Regions from separate parts of the Macaca mulatta genome. Here region 1 is linked to region 2. A link is a contact called in public Hi-C data. All regions are on one chromosome and are shown on one strand. The core of a region is the stretch at or near the end of the contact, and the rest is flanking DNA. Distances in the headings are between cores, read along the strand shown. Region 1 holds the start of MTRFR (mitochondrial translation release factor in rescue). Region 2 holds the start of ARL6IP4 (ADP ribosylation factor like GTPase 6 interacting protein 4).

Region 1 (5,342 bases), core at 2,616-5,115, 260 kb after region 2:
CAAGCTCCGCCTCCCAGGATCACGCCATCCTCCTGCCTCAGCCTGCCGAGTAGCTGGGACTACAGGCTCCCACCACCACGCCCAGCTAATTTTTTTTTTTTTTTTGTATTTTTAGTAGAGATGGGGTTTCACCATGTTAGCTAGGATGGTCTCGATCTCCTGACCTTGTGACCCGCCCACCTTGGCCTCCCAAAGTGCTGGGACTACAGGCGTGAGCCACTGCGCCTAGCCTCTTTTTTGTTTGTTTGTTTTTAAGACGGAGTCTTGCTCTGTTGCCCAGGTTGGAGTGCAGTGGTGCAATCTTGGCTCATTGCAACCTCTGCCTCCCAGGTTCCAGCAATTCTCCTGCCTCAGCCTCCCGAGTAGCTGGAACTACAGGCACACGCCACCACACCTGGCTAATTTTTGTATTTTTAGTAGAGACCAGGTTTCACCATGTTAGCCAGGCTCGTCTCCAACTCCTGGTGCCAGGTGATCCACCCGCCTCAGCCTCCCAAGGTGCTGGGATTACAGGCATGAGTTACCGCGCCCAGCCTCCCTGAACATTCTTGATAGGTTAAAAAATAATAATAATAATTCAAATCAGTAACTCTGACACTATTTGGATAAACTGGTAAATGTATGCAAATAAGGTTATTCTGATTTGTTACATTTTCTAAAATCCCATTCTTACCTATCAGTATTTAAGTTCAGTCCAAGAGAATGCAGAGAATTTTTATCAGATTCTACAGAAGATGAAGTTTTGTGTAAGGTTTTCACCAAGTCAAACTCTTCCATAGTGTAAAGAAATTGTTATATTCTCTTATTTGAAAATAAAGGTTCTTGGACTGTTTGAGGAAAGTGAATCCGTGTCATCTTCAGAGGCTTCATCGTCTACTGGCATTTTCAGTGGCTAACATTCAGAACTGTGAAATATCCTAAACTTCCAAGAGAGTCTGAAAATGAATGGGGGAAAAGAAACTACTATAAAAAGCCACTAAACCTAGCAACTGCTTTTACATAACTTTGGAAACCTTAACTTCTTTCATGCAGATCTCCATTAAGGATAGCAACAGTATTCATAATAATCAAAATGTAGAAACCACCCAAATGTCCATCAGTGGCTAAATGGATAAACGAATGAAGCATATCCATAGAACAGGCTAGGATTCAGCCATAAAAAGACATATGCTACAACACAGATGAACACTAAAGCTACTATGCTAAGTAAAAAAAGCCAGTCACAAAAGACCACAGACTATATGATTTCATTGATATGAAATATCTTGAATTGGCAAATTTATAGACAAATGGCTGCCAGGAGCTGGAGGAAGGAGAGAATGTGAGTGAGTGCAGTTGGTATGGAGTTTCCTTTGGGGTGATAAAAAATTCTGAAATTAGTGATGATGGCTGGACAACCTTGTGAACTAAAAACCACTGAATTGTACACTTTTAAAAGGCTGAATTTTATGGTATATGAATTATGTATTATGTATCTCAATTAAAAATCTACATCAAGGATTATTTGCAAAAGTAGCATCACCTTTTTCAGGTAATATTTCAGATTTTTATATGTTTCATAATCAACGTTCTGTTTTTTAGAGACAGCATCTTGCTACATTGCCCAGGCTGGTCTACAACTCCTGGCCTCAAGCGCTCAGCCTTCTGAGCAGGGGGGATTACAGTGCAAACCATTTTGCCAGGCTTTACAATGAAGGTTCTAGATACAATTCTATTATGTAACAATTGGAATACTTGCATGCCTTATTCATTTGTTTAATAAATTCTACCAAGTATATATGTTTGTTGACTTATACAGAGACTAGAAGAACTGAACTACTTAATATTTGTTTTAAAAAGAGCCAATTAAACTGTTAACAACCATAGCTTCCCCATTGTGTGGAAGTACATTTTGAACTATATATATGGTCTTTTGTCTCTGTGCAGCTATTCTTAGAAAATAAACCAGCTGGACACACTGGAGCCTGCCTGCTGCTACTGGGAGCATGTCCCAGCTACTCTGGAGGCTGAGGTGGGAGGATCACTTGAGCCCAGGAGTTCAAGGCTGCAGTGAGCTATGATCCTGCCACTGCATTCCAGCTTGGGCAACAGAGCAAGACTCCATCTCCTAAAAAATAAAAATAAAAATACTAAATAAAAAAATTATTTGCCAGGCCAACTAAAATTTCACTGAAGCTGGGTATATACAATGGCAAATTGGCTGTAACAGGTCAAACAAGATGCCTCCTTCCTGGGGAATTCATGCATTTATAAAAGAGCAAGGGAGCAAGAAGAAAAAGGAGAAATAAAGGGAAAAAAAACTCAGCTGCTCACAAACTGAAAAGCTTAGAGAGTGCAACAGGAATACCGTCTAGTATTCCGCTTCCGCTAGATTCCCACTTTTAGGTCCTGCTTCTATAAAGCATTACACAAAAACAGGGACCATTTCCTTCAGGGACAGGAGTGAATGCAAAGGGTAACCGGACCTAACTAAATTGACTTTTCCCCAGTGGCTCAGCCCATCACCCACGACAAATGGGGCACTGAAACAGTCAAGGACTGCCCCTTCCAACTGGCAACAGAAATACCTGGATTCCAATCACCGTGCTGTTATGCCACGAAAACACAAGCTCTCCAGGGAGATGGACCTGCAACCCCATCTATTATTTCCCCTGCTGAGGTAATCCGGATCCGGATGCAGATCCAGATGGAAAACCACTACAAATTCAAGGATGCTTCTCTATTGGAGTGGAGGTGCTATGGGGAGGGCAGGGAAGTAAGAGGGAAAAATCCTTAAACACCCACATATACAATGCAAAAAAAAAATTTTTATTTTGATACAGAATGAATATAAGAGCAGAGCTTTTACATTTCTCAGCAACAAGATATGACGCTTTTGGTGTCCCCACCCCCTAGCAAAAAAAGGGAGCTGGGCAAAAGGAACGATTGGCGGTTATGAAACATGAAAGTTAACTGGGCGCTCCGCCTTGCCTGGAGGCTTGGGGGAGAGAAAGAGATTTCAGATAGGGATGAGACCAGATCCTGACATTCTGGGGCTCACAGCCAGCCCGCAATGGCTGGTGGCCATTGTGGGAAGGAGAGGGAGAATTCATGCAGTCGCCTAAGCTACGGAAAGCAGGGAGGACGGAGAAAAGCCACCGCTCCTTCAACTACAACCGCGATCCCAAAAGGAAGCCGGGACACCTTGGCAAAAAACGGGAGGAAATAAATAAATAAATAAATAAATAAATAAAACCACAAATCCCCCGCCCCTCGGGAAGGGCGCTCCGCTATTGGGCCGCGCGAGTGTCACTCAAGGGCGCCGGGTCTAGAAAAGGCGCACCGCGGCCGGGCAGAGCGCCCACACCGCGAAGGGCTGCGGTGGGGTCAAGTTCATCGGCCACCGTCTCCTCACACCCCAGCCCATCACCACACTCAGGGGGCCGCTAAGACGGTGTCTCCTAAGTCTCGTCCCCTGTCCCCAGCGGCGTACAGCTCCCTGCAGGCTGGCGGCCGCTTACCTGGCCGCCGCTCCCGCTGCCGATGTCAGGGTCAGGAGAGCGGCCTCTCGCGACCGTTACTCGAGAGAGCGCGCGCGCGCGCCCGGCGTCTCGCCGGTGATTGGCTGCCCGGAAGGAGGCGGAGACAGCCAAAGGTGGTGCGCGCGTCCACCTCGCCCTTCCCCCTCGCGCAGCTCCAACCAGAGATGTCCAACCCCGGGGGTGTGACAAGGGAGTGGGGTTGCTGGGAAACCCTCTTCTCTGATTGGCTCTCTGGAAGCCAGCCGCTGCCACGAGGGAAAGAAGCTTCAGTTTGTCGCATGCGCAGTGAGTAAACATGAGCCTCTGGTAGATGAGGGAAACCGCGATCAGAGTACGGCGCGTGCGCAGATCAGGGATCGCGATTGCGAGTCCTCTGCTGCGGCGATTCGGGTTCCTGTAGAACGTTGAGGGCACTAGTCGGGTCCTGAGACCAGGTAAGTGTCTGCGGAGAAGTCAGGTAACCCTACGGCTGCCGACGACTGTCAAGGGCTCCGGAGAGAGGACTGGGAGCCGGGACGCCTGGGGTTTTCCCGTCTTGCGACCCCGAGTGGCGCAGCCAGTTTACCTGAGGCCGCGCTGGCGGTGGGGTGGGGCCGGCGCTGACACCCTAGCTCAGTTTTCTCGAGACCTGGTTTACGCTAGGTGCTGTGGGTCGGCCCTGGGGCTGTTCAAGCACTTAGGGCAGGGGAGAGGAGAGACTACCGTCCTGGAAAAAACGGTTCCACGGAGGCCCAAGGCAAAACGGAAGGATCCTCATGTACTTAGCTGAGTGGAGCTGTGAGCACGCATCAGGTGCTGTTTCAGGCCTGGCACGTAGTAGGGGTCAGCACTTCCCTCGCTAGGCTTCTGCGGAGATATTTGTTTTTTTAAATAGACGTTGGGGGGGGGTGTCTCACCATGTTGCCCAGGCTGTTCTTGAACTCCTGGCCTCAAGCAATCCTCCTTCCTCGGCCTCCCAAAGTGCTGGGATCACAGGCGCCAGCCACCCTGCCCTACTTTTGAAGGACCTAAGGGAACCCGCTCTCCTTCCCGTGGGTCCCCAGCCCATTTCATGCGCACTGTGCAGGCCACATTCTTCAGCCTAGTTAACCTTTAAGGTCCTTCCAGCTCCTCGATTTCCCTCCAGGAGTTCTGGCTCACAGTAAAGGAACTTCCCTGGCACTATCACTTAGGCCTCCACGACCCAGGAGATGGATTTGCCCTTGGAATGACAGATTTGCCAGGAGGCCTTCCATCTCATTTGAGCTTCCTAAGTATACCTACCAATTTTTATTTTTTACTTTTTTTTATTTTTTTAGGGGGGGTAGGGACAGGGTCTCAGTCTGTCACCCAGGCTGGAGGGCAATGGCGTGATCTTGGCTCACTTTAACCTCTGCCTCCCGGGTTCAAGCGATTCTTCTGCTTCAGCCTCCGGAGTAGCTGGGAATACCGGTGCCTGCCACCACATCCAGCTAATTTTTTGTATTTTTAGTACAGACGGGGTTTTGCCGTATTGGCCAGGCTGGTCTCGAACACCTGACCTCAGGTCATCCTCCTGCCTCGGCCACCCAAAGTGCTGGGATTACAGGCATGAGGCACCACGCCTGGCAATTTTTAAAGGGTAAATTTGATATTATCCTGTTTTTCGTGATTTTTTAAATTATATTACATAATTCCAAAATATATTTTATGTTTAAACCAGGACTTGCTTCATTGAAGATGGTTTTATCTTTCAGTGTGAGCCTGCTGGGAAGTCAGGCTATATTTTTGGCATCACAGTGATCTCCTTAGTACCTGATTTCATAGACGAGAATTATGACCCCACCAAATAACATGTTTTCA
Region 2 (5,060 bases), core at 209-2,708:
CTAGTTTCCTTGCTGACCCCAGGAATCCCCTCCCAGGTGCTGCTGCACGAGCTCGGACTGGACGAGCCGCTGATGACACCACTGCGGGAGCGCTTCCTGCAGCCACTGATGGCCCTGCTGTACCCCGACTGTGGCGGGGGCCGGCTCGACAGCCACCGGGCCTTTGTGGTCAAATACGCACTGGGCCAGGACCTCGAGCTGGGCTGCCACTATGATAATGCCGAGCTCACCCTCAATGTGGCCTTGGGCAAGGTCTTCACAGGGGGCGCCCTGTATTTTGGGGGCCTCTTCCAGGTGAGTGTGTGACCCATGCGGCAGGACCTGGGGCAGCTGTGAGTGCCCAGGCCTGAGCCGTGCCATCTGCAGGCACCCACAGCCCTGACGGAGCCCCTGGAGGTGGAGCACGTGGTGGGCCAGGGTGTTCTCCACCGTGGCGGCCAGCTACATGGGGCCCGGCCCTTGGGCACTGGTGAGCGTTGGAACCTCGTCGTCTGGCTCCGAGCCTCTGCCGTGCGCAACCGCCTCTGTCCCATGTGCCGCTGTGAGCCCGACCTGGTGGATGATGAGGGCTTCAGTGATGGCTTCACCAGAGAGGAGCCGACCGCGGTGGATGTGTGTGCGCTCACCTGAGGCTGCTTGGGCCCAGTGTGGGGGTGGCAGGGCAGGTGAGGGCTCTGTCGCCTTGGGCTGGGGGCAGAAATAAACTCCCCGCAGCCTACCGCATTTCTTGGCTCGAGGCTGTGCCAGCTTCTGGGTCATCCTCTGGGCAAACAGGCTGCCTTAGTTCAGGTTTGTCGGAAGCAGAGTGTGGAATGAGGCTTCGGCAAGGGAGTGAGGGAAGCAGGGGAGGGGAGGGAGCAGCTGGGCAAGGAGGTGGCTTCAGAGGAAGTCCAGCCTCAGCAGGACCCGCAAAGAGCTCCAGGCACAGCCCACAGTACCACAGTGTGCCCACACCATCGGTTGGCTCCCAGATGAGGAGGCCAGAGAGGGGTGAGTAACTTCCCATGCACTTATCTCCAGGGCAGGGTACCTTCCAGTAGCCAAGGGAAGCTTCCAGAGACAGCACAGATGTGAACCCTCAGCAGCAGGCATCCCCCCCAGTGGCTCGGTGGGCCACCAGTAGCATCTTCTAGATGGCAGAGGGGGAATGGCAGGGCCAGGAGCCAGGCTGCCTGGGTTCCCACTCTGCTGCTGCCACTTCCAGCTGTGTGGCTCTGGATGAGCCTTTGCCTTTTGGTGCCTTGGTTTCCGCATTTAGCACCTACTTCCTAGAGCTGTTTTGAGAGTCAGATACGCCGATGTATCTATATAAAGTGCTTTGCAAGAGCCCTTTGTGTTTGCGGCTGTCATTATTGTGGAAGAGTTGCTATTGGGGGCCTGAAATCGGATGAAGCGCACAGCCACGATTTGGGTTACACATTTGAAAATCAGGGGGCTTCCATATTGCAGTCTTGAGTTCGGTCTCCCTGGGAAGGTGGGGCCACCAGCCCCATGCCCCTGTTGCACGGATCAGCTGGAGCAGAATCCCGGCTTCCCTCCGGATGGGCCTGGGTCCATGCCCGCGCTCACTGCCAAGATCTCTCTGGCCCCTACGGACACGAGTTTGCGACCTCTGAGTCACTGGGTGGGCTCGTCGGAAAGACCCGGGCGTCTCACTCTGGAGCTCACAGTCGTACGGAGAAGACAGCACCAGCCGGGGAGGAGGGCGGCGCGCGCGAGGGTCGCCTTCTTCCCAGGGCACCGGGGGCGTGGGTGCTGCGGGAGCGCACCGAAAGGGCAGCCTTGGAAGCGGGCGCAGCTTCGGCAGACACAGGCCTGAGGGGCTGCGGAGCTCGAGGGCCGGCGCTAGGCTGCAGCGCACGGCCTCGCCCCGGCGCCCCTCCTTGCCTCTGCGGGAGGTGGGCGCGCCCAAAACGGAACCTGGGGCGTCAGAACGAAAGGCAGTGGCGCCGCGCTTCCCGGCCGGACAGCCTCCAGCGCAGCGCCCCGGCCGGAAGCCTTCTCGCCGCCGCTTCCTCTCGAGAAGGCGTGGGGCGGGCTGTCCGGCCCGCAGGGCGGTCAAGGTGGGAACGGAACAGCCCCAGGGGACCCCTTGAGGCGGCGAGGGCGCTAGGCTGGAGGGTAGGAGAGCGCGGGAAAGCGCCCCACACGCCACTCGCGGCGGACTGCGGCTGGTTCCCAGGGGCTCCAAGCCGGGTGCGCGGGCGTGGGGCCTCCGGGTGGGGGCGCGCCCTTAATAGGCGCCGCTGCGGGAACTGGAGTCGGTATGAGAAGCCGGAGTCCCCAGCATTGGGGGTGGGTGAGGGTCGCTTATTTTCCCGGGGCGGTGACGGGTACTGGGCGCCGCGAGGCCCCAACCCCGCTAGAGCCGCCCTTGGAGCCCGCCCGTGGCCGGCTTGGGGGGCTTCGGCTCAAGCGCTTCCTCCCCGTCGCTAGCCCGCGGCGCCATGGCTCACGTCGGCTCCCGCAAGCGCTCGAGGAGTCGCAGCCGGTCCCGGGGACGGGGGTCGGAAAAGAGAAAGAAGAAGAGCAGGAAGGACGCCTCCGCATCCCAAGGTCGCAAGGCCAGCACGGCCCTCGGGGCGGAGGGTGAGGACCACAGGCATCGGGGAGAGGAGGCACAGCCATTTCCCGGGGAAGTCGGGGCGAGCAGCGGTCGGGGACGCTCAGTCATGCCTCTGTGCATCCGGGCCTGAGATGTGAGGGCCAGGCGCCACGGGAGCCGGGAAGGGGCTCCTCCGGGAAGCTCCATCTGTGTTCTGGAAAGCCCCGCAGGAGGCGCTCACCCTGTAGATGGTCTGTGCCTGCCCCAGGCCAGAGTAGGGGACGAAGGTTTACCTCTTCCCCTCCTGGCCTTCTAGCCTCACCTTCTCCCTGCATCACAGAGAGAAGCAAGCACAAGGCCCGGAGGAGACCACGATCCAGCTCCTCCTCCTCCTCTTCCAGTTCTAGCTCTTCTTCCTCCTCGTCCTCCTCCTCTTCCTCCAGTGATGGCCGGAAGAAGCGGGGGAAGTACAAGGACAAGAAGAGGAGGAGGAAGAAGAAGAAGAAGAAGCTGAAGAAGAAGGGCAAGGAGAAGGTGGAAGCACAGCAAGTGGAGGCTCTGCCGGGCCCCTCGCTGGACCAGTGGCACCGATCAGCTGGGGAGGAAGAGGATGGCCCAGGTACTGTGCTGCCCAGCACCTGAGAGGGAGAAGGTCCCTTCCCAAGGCCTGGCCACCACCTCCATCTTCCCTTCCAGTCCTGACGGATGAGCAGAAGTCCCGAATCCAGGCCATGAAGCCCATGACCAAGGAGGAGTGGGATGCCCGGCAGAGCATAATCCGCAAGGTGGTGGACCCCGAGACGGGGCGCACCAGGTGGGGAGCCCTCGGCCTGACTTACACCGCGGGGTCTGGGAGTGTTGGCCGAAGATGTGAGGAGCCGGGCCGGGTGGGGGTGCTGCTGCCTGAAAAAGGCCAGATGTGGGCAAAAAACCATCACTGCGAGTAAGCAGTTGTAGGGGCTGGAAGGGCCTGGAGGAGGCTTTTCAAAGGGCTGTTGTTGGCGGGGCTGAGGCTGTCAAGGTGGAGCCCAGCTCGGCTGCCTTTATCAGGGAGAGTGGGTGAGGGCCCAGAGTCTGCCCACTCAAGGCTGCGGGGCAGGAGCCTGGGAACCCTCTGCCGGCTGCTTCTGGTTCTGCTCCTTTGGCATTAGGGGAGCTGCCTATTCCTTGCTGAATGGAGACCCTCCCACCCCCAGGCTAATTAAGGGAGATGGTGAGGTCCTAGAGGAAATCGTAACCAAAGAACGACACAGAGAGATCAACAAGGTGGGTGTGGCCCCTCTGCCTGCCATCCACCCCCAGCTCTGTTTGTGATATCCCCCTCCTCCTGTGTGCTTTCTTCCCCAGCAAGCCACCCGCGGGGACGGCCTGGCCTTCCAGATGCGAGCTGGGTTGCTTCCCTGAGGGCCCCGGCTGGCCAAGGCCTGTGGACGGTGCTGGCGACCCGGCCTGGGCAGGCTTCAGGGTGCCAGTGGGAAGCCTGATGAGTGCTGGTGGCCTTTTCCCCGTGGATTGGCCTCTGGCCCAGCCCAGCCTCTTCTCAGGGGCAGGGGGTGGAGGATGGGGTCACCAGCCTGCTCGGCACCCCCATCTGAAACAGCGACACTTCTAAGCTATTAAAGGTTCTCTGGTTAGAGACTTTCTCTGTTCTGTGGCTTTTTGTGCTGAGGGGGAGGGAAGGGTGCTACATGACTGCCAGGGGAAAACAAGGGCTCCGGGAGCTTTCGGGAAAAGCTGGGGTGTCCTCTGGTGGTAGTGAGCACAGGCCACACCAGCGCCTGAGCCCTCCTCATCTTCAGGTCAGCCTGCCTGGACCAGACCCCATGCCAGCTGAACCCCAAACCCAGAGAGCTGGCTCTGAAATGCCATGCCCTGAGGCATGGAGAGGGACAGCTTCCCCTGCCATGTTCATTCCACAGATCACAACAGTGCAGAGCCAGGTGCTGGGGCCGGGTGGCCTGTGTGGGAGGCCTGGCTCCTACTGCCCAGCTGTGTCCTCCATTCTGAAGCAGGGAGGCTCACAGCACCCGCTTCACGGGGGGTCTGTGAGGGCAAACTGAGTTCCAGCCCAGGAAGGAGCTAGAATCAGGCTAGGCCCAGAGTCAGCCCTGCATGAATGTGTTGGTGTCACTGTGAATGTCACTAGCGTTACTGTTCCATGCCCCCATCCCACCATGCCCCACGGTCGCCAGTGCAGTAAAGAGACCCAGAAGGAAGCCTTCCCGCTTCTTTAATTGGTGTAACAGACATGACGTTGTATACAGAGCACACTCAGGCCCAATGATGCAGGGACAGCAGGGACGGGTGGGGAGAGTGGGGATGCTGCTCACACATGGCCCAGAGAGACAGATGGCACATGGACAGACCAGACAGGAGGGGCTGAGACGTGAAGGCTGTGATGGGGCGGGCAGTGGGACTCAGACCGAGCCAGGGAGGGGTGGGGGTCTCTGCTGAATCCCTCTTTAGAAATCAAAGAGAAGGCAGGTGGTGGGGCCTGGGGCCTGGGGGTGTGGTG

What was found. Hi-C and Micro-C count contacts between places; a contact is called where the count stands out from the background.
Region 1: a Hi-C map of liver shows a contact between it and region 2, with 4 times the contacts expected there. The contact joins the promoter of MTRFR here to the promoter of ARL6IP4 in region 2. A contact is called at or near these places in 4 of 14 Hi-C or Micro-C datasets (cortical neurons, fetal cortex germinal zone, fetal cortical plate and 1 more).

Annotation. Positions count from the first base shown.
Region 1 is chr11:130,632,309-130,637,650 of T2T-MMU8v2.0, forward strand. MTRFR (mitochondrial translation release factor in rescue) reads left to right here and starts at 3,866. Exons shown (of 3, transcript XM_015153070.3): 1 at 3,866-3,955. MPHOSPH9 (M-phase phosphoprotein 9) reads right to left here and starts at 3,818. Exons shown (of 25, transcript XM_077955588.1): 1 at 3,501-3,818. The coding sequence starts at 3,818.
Region 2 is chr11:130,378,016-130,383,075 of T2T-MMU8v2.0, forward strand. ARL6IP4 (ADP ribosylation factor like GTPase 6 interacting protein 4) reads left to right here and starts at 1,459. Exons shown (of 6, transcript XM_077955686.1): 1 at 1,459-1,672; 2 at 2,437-2,556; 3 at 2,886-3,094; 4 at 3,316-3,359; 5 at 3,742-3,811; 6 at 3,893-4,183. The coding sequence starts at 1,492. The coding sequence ends at 3,949. It overlaps OGFOD2 (2-oxoglutarate and iron dependent oxygenase domain containing 2), which reads left to right. Exons shown (of 6, transcript XM_077955669.1): 5 at 37-294; 6 at 367-1,324. The coding sequence ends at 630. PITPNM2 (phosphatidylinositol transfer protein membrane associated 2) reads right to left here. Exons shown (of 27, transcript XM_077955582.1): 27 at 4,759-5,060.